Regions from separate parts of the Sus scrofa genome. Here region 2 is linked to region 1. The links are chromatin contacts, called in public HiChIP or PLAC-seq maps. All regions are on one chromosome and are shown on one strand. Each heading gives the region's core, a stretch centred on a gene start, on an enhancer-like site or on the middle of the called end of the contact. The rest is flanking DNA. Distances are from core to core; before and after follow the strand shown. Region 1 overlaps ZNF37A (zinc finger protein 37A). Region 2 overlaps BMS1 (ribosome biogenesis protein BMS1 homolog).

Region 1 (3,038 bases), core at 215-2,714:
ATACATCTATGAGGTCTATTTGGTCTAATGTGTCATTTAAGGCCAGTATTTCCTTATTGATTTTCTGTCTGTGTCAACTGTCCATTGATGTAAGTGGAGTGTTAAAGTCTCTTACTATTGTGTTACTGTCAATTTATCCTTTCTATCTGTTAATATTTGCTTTATGTATTTAGGTACTCCCATATTGGGTGCATATATATTAACACGTGTAATTATTCTCTTCTTGTATTGATCCCTTTATCATTATATAATGCCCTTTGTCTTTTTAAAAGATTTTGTTCTAAATCTATTTTGTGTGATATGAGTATTGCTACCACTGATTTCCTGTTGTTTCTGTTTGCATGACTGTTCCATACCCTCACTTTCAGTCTGTATGTCTTTAGTTCTGAAGTGAGTTTCTTGTAAGCAGTATTTTTCTTGGTCTTGTTTTTTAATTTAATCAGTCACAACATGTCTTTTCATTGCAGCATTTAGGCCACTGACTTTTCAAGTAATTATTGAGAGTTATGTACTTATTGCCATTTTATTATTCTTATTACTAATGCTTCATAGTCTTTAGCAAATTGCTTTTATCTGTTTCATTAGTTTTTTTTTTCAGGGGTTTCCTCTTTCTCTTTCAATTGAGACAAATTCTCTCTTCTCATTTTGCTTAAACTTCTTTGTCTCTATGAAATAGGTGACAGTTACCGGTTGGAATTCTGAAGGGGAGTTCTTAATGTGGGAACTTCCCTATATAGTCTGTATGTTCCCATTGGCTTTAGTGGGAGAGCTAGATTTAATCTGAACACAAGTCCTGTCTTTCCTCAGGGTGGCTTGGCGGCTACTACTATCAGTAGTAGGTGTTACTGGAGACAGAACGACTAGGGCTGGATTCTGGTATAAGCTCAGGCTTCCCCTCTGTTCAGTGGCTGTCTCTGCCCTCTTAGGGATGGGAGTGAGTCTGGTGTTGCTAGACTAAAAACCTTGAGGGTCAGGTCCAAGCTGGCCCCATTCACTTTAAGTATGTGCTCTCACCCTTCCCTGCACTGACATCTTTACTCCAGAGGGGAGCATTCTAGAGCAAGGTCGGACACTCGGCTTGGGCAAGGTGGTCCTGCTGGGGCAGAGATCTGGACTGCTTCTGATGTGGTACCTGTGTAAGTGCTCTCAGTGCCTGCTCCCACTTTGCTCAGGTGCTGCCTCAAGTCTGAGCCTCCTTTTTCCCTCACAGCTGGGCTTTCCCCTCAGACTCTGCTTCCCTTGCTCTGGTGTGGAGCTATAGTTCAGGGCACATAGGGCCTGCTTACTACGTAAGTGCTATAGTGGCTGCCTTTGCTCTGCTCAGATGCCGTGTCGGAATTGAACCCCCCCTGTTTTACATAGCTGGACAGTATGTAACTGCATTGTGACACAAGTGGGGCTTGAGGCTTCTCTGGGATTAGACTTGGACGGCTGCTAGTGTAGTCACAGGAAACAAGTCAGCCATTTGTGCAGTTTACAATCTCTCTGCTCTGCCTTGATTGTGCAAGCAAGCATGTGCGTGCTCTTCAGTGGTGAAATTCAGGCTTCCTATAACCTTCCTGTTAATCTTCCTAGCCTTCAAACCAGCCAAGGGACTTGTCTTCCCTGTGTTTTGACCCCAGGGCTGGGACATTGAATATTTCACCCGACCACCTGCTCCCCAGGGAGGGTCTCTGCCTGTGTAATCTTCCTTTTCTTCTGGGTCCTCTCTCAGGGGCACAGGTCCCAACCTGATCACTTCTCATAACTTCCTACCTGATTCTGTTGGGTCTTTCTTACATCCTTGGTTGTATAGACTTCTTTCAGCCAGTCTTAAGTTAGTTTTAAGTGAAAATTGTTCTACAAATAGCTGTATTTTTAATGTATTTGTGGGGGGGGGTGAGTTCCATGCAGTCTGCTATCTTGATCTCCTTCCCTTGTCAAGTGTATAGTTTGCCCACTAAACTAAATACAGTCTTACTTATTTACAAAGTCCTGTAATGTACTTGAAGACATTCTCAAGTAACTAGGATATTCATATACAAAATTAGGGTGTTACAAAGTTGCAAAGCAATTTTAAAAGGTATTGTATTTTTGTATTCCTTTTCTAATATTTCATTGCTGGTATACAGAAATGCCACTGACTTCTGAATGTTAATCTTATAGCCTGCTACTTTGCTGAATTTATTAATCAGTTCAGGTAGTTTTGGGGTTGAGTCCTTAGGGTTTTCTATGTATAGTACCATGTCGTCTGCGTACAGTGAGTTTTATCTCTTCTCTTCCTATATGGAAGAAAGACAAAGACAAATACCATATGATATCACTTATAACTGGAATATAATATCCAGCACAAATGAACATCTCCACAGAAAAGAAAATTATGGACTTGGAAAATAGACTTGTGGCTGCCTGATGGGAGAGGGAGGGAGTGGGAAGGGATCGGGAGCTTGGGCTTATCAGACACAACTTAGAATAGATTTACAAGGAGATCCTGCTGAGCAGAATTGAGAACTATGTCTAGATACTCATATTGCAACAGAACAAAGGGTGGGGGAAAAATGTATACATGTAAGGATAACTTGATCCCCCTGCTGTACAGTGGGAAAAAAATAAATTAAAAAAAAAAAAAAGAATGAAAGTCAGCAAATAAAAAAAAAATCAAAACCGAAAAAATGAAGTTGCAAAGCAAGCAATATAAAAAACAAATCTGGAGTTCCCTTCATGGTGCAGTGGAAACAAATCCCACTAGGAACCATGAAGTTGCGGGCTTGATCCCTGGCTTTGCTCAGTGGGTTAATTGACCCAGTGTTGCTGTGAGCTGTGGTGTAGGTTGCAGATGTGGCTCAGATCTGGCATTGCTGTGGCTCTGGTGTAGGCTGGCAGCTGTAGCTCCAATTAGACCCCTAGCCTGGGAACCTCCATATGCCTTTGGTGTGGCCCTAAAAAGACAAAAAGACAAAAGTAAAAAATAAAACCAAAAAAAGAGAACAAAAAAAACCCCAAATACCAAGAAGTCATTACTGAATCCAGAGAATCCTCAAGAGCTCAGGCTAAGACGG
Region 2 (3,038 bases), core at 207-2,706, 240 kb before region 1:
GGTACTGAGAACTTAAAATGTACCTAGTGAAACTGAAAATTTTAATTTCTAATTTACTTAATTTTAATTATTTCAATTCTAAACATAAATTGCCATGACTAGTGGTTACTAACTCCACCCTAAATATCAGTTGGACTAATGAAGTGGCTTCCAAATTTACGCTATTTATAATATGTATAAATACTGAATTGTTGAATATGTAAAAATTGTAAGTTATAGTAATCAACTATATACATTTAAAAAACAATGATAGCTACATGTGTGAGACATGACTGACTCTGGGTGATGCCTGGATACTACATGGATTTGCAGAAACCTGTACAATGATTTCTGAGAGTCCCAGAACTCATGACGCGTAAACTGGGAACAAGCAGATTAGAGAGTTTTTTAGTAAATCAGGTAGCATACAATCTAAGCACTTGCTTTAAAAAGGGGGGTGGGGCCACTTCATTCGTTTAAGGTAATGAATTAATTTCAATTCAATAAATATTTGTATCTGGAGTTCCGGCTGTGGCACAGTAGGATCCAACACTGCCGCAACTGCAGCTCAGATTCAACCCCTGTCCCGGAAACTTCCATATGTCGAGGGTGCGGTCATTAAACAAATAAATAAATATTTGTATCTGCCTATAATGCAGACACTGTGCACTAGAGAAGGCTACCGCTATGATCTGAACTAGTGGAGCAAATCCAAACTAATGTCTTCTGTGCCAAGCTGTAAAGGGCCAAATCAAAAGGCTCACAACTATTGGAGGTCAGTCACAGATTTCCCAGGGACGCACACTAGCGGAAGTAGAAAGTTCACATATACCAGCATAATGTCAAAAAACACTAGCCTGGAGTTAGGAGAGCTGGGTTCTAGGAACGCTTTGACTAAAGAGTTGTATGATTAATAGCAGTATGAGACATTATTTTTTCTTCTCTACTCTATTTTGGTCCTGAAATTGTACTGATATTTTTCTCCTATTTTTCGGAGGAGTTGGTGAGGAAAGTACAACTTGGAGTCAGCCTATCTGCTCAGTGTGACACCTGCTAAGACTACCCCGCCAAGAAACGACCTCTCACCTCTCCCTGCCACCTCCCCTCCCGGTCCCGGAATTCATCCACTACTTCTCTGACAGGTACGAAATATGTGTGTCTGGGGCATGAGGCGCTCCTCGGGAGCAGAGACTTTCCAGGAGAGCCGAGAGAGGACCTTACCACGCGGGGAACTCGCAACGCCCCCGGAACCCCAGCCCCCAGGACCCCTTCGCCGCCCCACCCCAGCCGCGGCCGTTACCTGGCTCACAACTGCTCCTGTTCCTCACGCCCGCATGGACAGCACCGGAAACGGAAATGCACCCTACCAGGCGACTCTACACGCCGACGGGAAACAAGGAGGCAAAAAGAAAGAGAACAGCGGAGGGACGATTTTTCAGAGGAAAGCCGAAAAGGAGGCTCGTGATTGGCTGAGGGCAACGCAGGAAACGCCTCCACGCAGCTCTCCCCCCAGGAGTCCCGCGTCTCTCTCCTCGCTGCCGCGGGGCGCTGCGGCGCTGGGTCTCGGAGTCCCTAGCTCCTCACAAGCCGAGTTCACTTGGAGGTGGTGCTGACGGTGCGGTCCGGCTCTCGTTCTTTGGTTTGGTACAAAAGCCAGAAATAATATTCTGGTCACCCTGAGGTCACTGCGCCTGTCTACTGAAAGCCCCAGGCGCCACGTCCGACTGGCCTAATAGAAGAGCACTCGGTTGTGGGTCGCACAGGTTGGTCAGCCTGCTCATCCTTAGAGATGACAAAGCTGGAGATTTCTCGGACGTCTTTAGTGCTAGGACTCTCTTGCTGGGACAAACAGACTCTGAGGGCAGGGATAGACCCTGACCCAGTATGAAATGCTTTGGCCTTTCTCTGTTACTGGAAAAAGAGATTTCGCTGGGGGATGCACTTCTCGCAGTTTTCTTGGAGCACAACTTTGCCTTCCCAGGGCTCTGCCCATTCCTACCTCTCAGGGGAGCTGGGGTGCCCTACTACCTAGACAGCTAGGTACATTTTAAGAAATTGAATCTCCCTCTTGGAGGTTTTCTTTTCAGTATCCCACCATGATCATACCCGAGGATCAGTTCGTCTACCTCACAAAACTAGGGTCACCCGTACTTCATGCCTTTTCACAGCAGACTTGTATTTTTCTCAGCATCCCACAGGTATTCCCTTTGTGTACACTCTACGCTCTGGGCCGTGCTTGGGAGGCTGCTGTACAGGACACACACTTCCCTCATCTGTGAAGAGCTTGAATTTTGTGCCACCCTCCAGCACTATTCCTCTCACTTCCTGGAGATTTCACTATTCAGGTACATAATCCAAACCTCTTGGCTCCATGAATTCCACTCTTATCCTCTGCCTTATTTCAGACTCTCACATTCTCTGTGATCATATCCTTGACTTTATCCAGTCCATGGAGTGGAACTCCAGAAACATCTCACTCTAACCACCACCTGCTTTCTTTACAGGTTACTCCCTCTTAATGGTTGAAATTAAGACTTCATAACCCTGGAGTTCCCCTTGTGGCTCAGTGGATTAAGGTTGCAGATGGTGCTCAGATCTGGCATTGCCCTGGCTGTGGTGTAGCTTGCAGCTACAGCTCTGATTGGACCCCTAGCCTGGGAACTTCCATATGTTGCAGGTGTGCCATTTAAAAAAAAAAAAAAAAAAGACTTTTTAACCCTACCCACCCCTCCAATCTGAATCATACCACCTTCTTCCTTTGATAACTTCTCCCTCCATAGTAAACTAGCTAAACTTCACAGTCAATCATCATCACAGTGTCTTGCATGCGTCCTCAACTCCCTCACCTTCCTGTCACGTCATCATACATGCTTGGTAAAATGAGAACCCTGAATAAACCCAGTTGCCTATCTACTCCATGCTACAGCAATGCAGCTAAACATGGCTGGAGGAAAACCCAGAACCATGCTGATCGCCCTCATTTCTGAAATAGTTCTGACTTTGCCTCGTGTGTGCCATTCTTCCAAATGAGTATTCATATCTCCTCTTCTCTCTTCAAT

The links. HiChIP or PLAC-seq counts read pairs in DNA pulled down with a chosen protein or histone mark.
Region 2: an H3K27ac HiChIP or PLAC-seq map of alveolar macrophages shows a contact between it and region 1. The contact joins two enhancer-like sites. A contact is called at or near these places in 1 of 47 Hi-C or Micro-C datasets (embryonic fibroblasts) and 1 of 2 datasets of contacts at active chromatin or transcription factors (alveolar macrophages).

The regions. Positions count from the first base shown.
Region 1 is chr14:60,846,952-60,849,989 of Sscrofa11.1, reverse strand. The region is part of intron 2 of ZNF37A (zinc finger protein 37A); the gene reads left to right. Among named protein-coding and RNA genes, the nearest start is that of ZNF37A, 13 kb to the left of the region's middle. Within about 2 kb of position 1,464, at least 2 of the 83 cell types and tissues checked have an H3K27ac peak or open chromatin away from gene starts, as enhancers often do. A contact at or near this core is called in alveolar macrophages, where this site is marked.
Region 2 is chr14:61,085,954-61,088,991 of Sscrofa11.1, reverse strand. BMS1 (ribosome biogenesis protein BMS1 homolog) reads right to left here. Exons shown (of 24, transcript XM_005670994.3): 2 at 1,280-1,355. Among named protein-coding and RNA genes, the nearest start is that of BMS1, 31 kb to the right of the region's middle. Within about 2 kb of position 1,456, at least 70 of the 83 cell types and tissues checked have an H3K27ac peak or open chromatin away from gene starts, as enhancers often do. A contact at or near this core is called in alveolar macrophages, where this site is marked.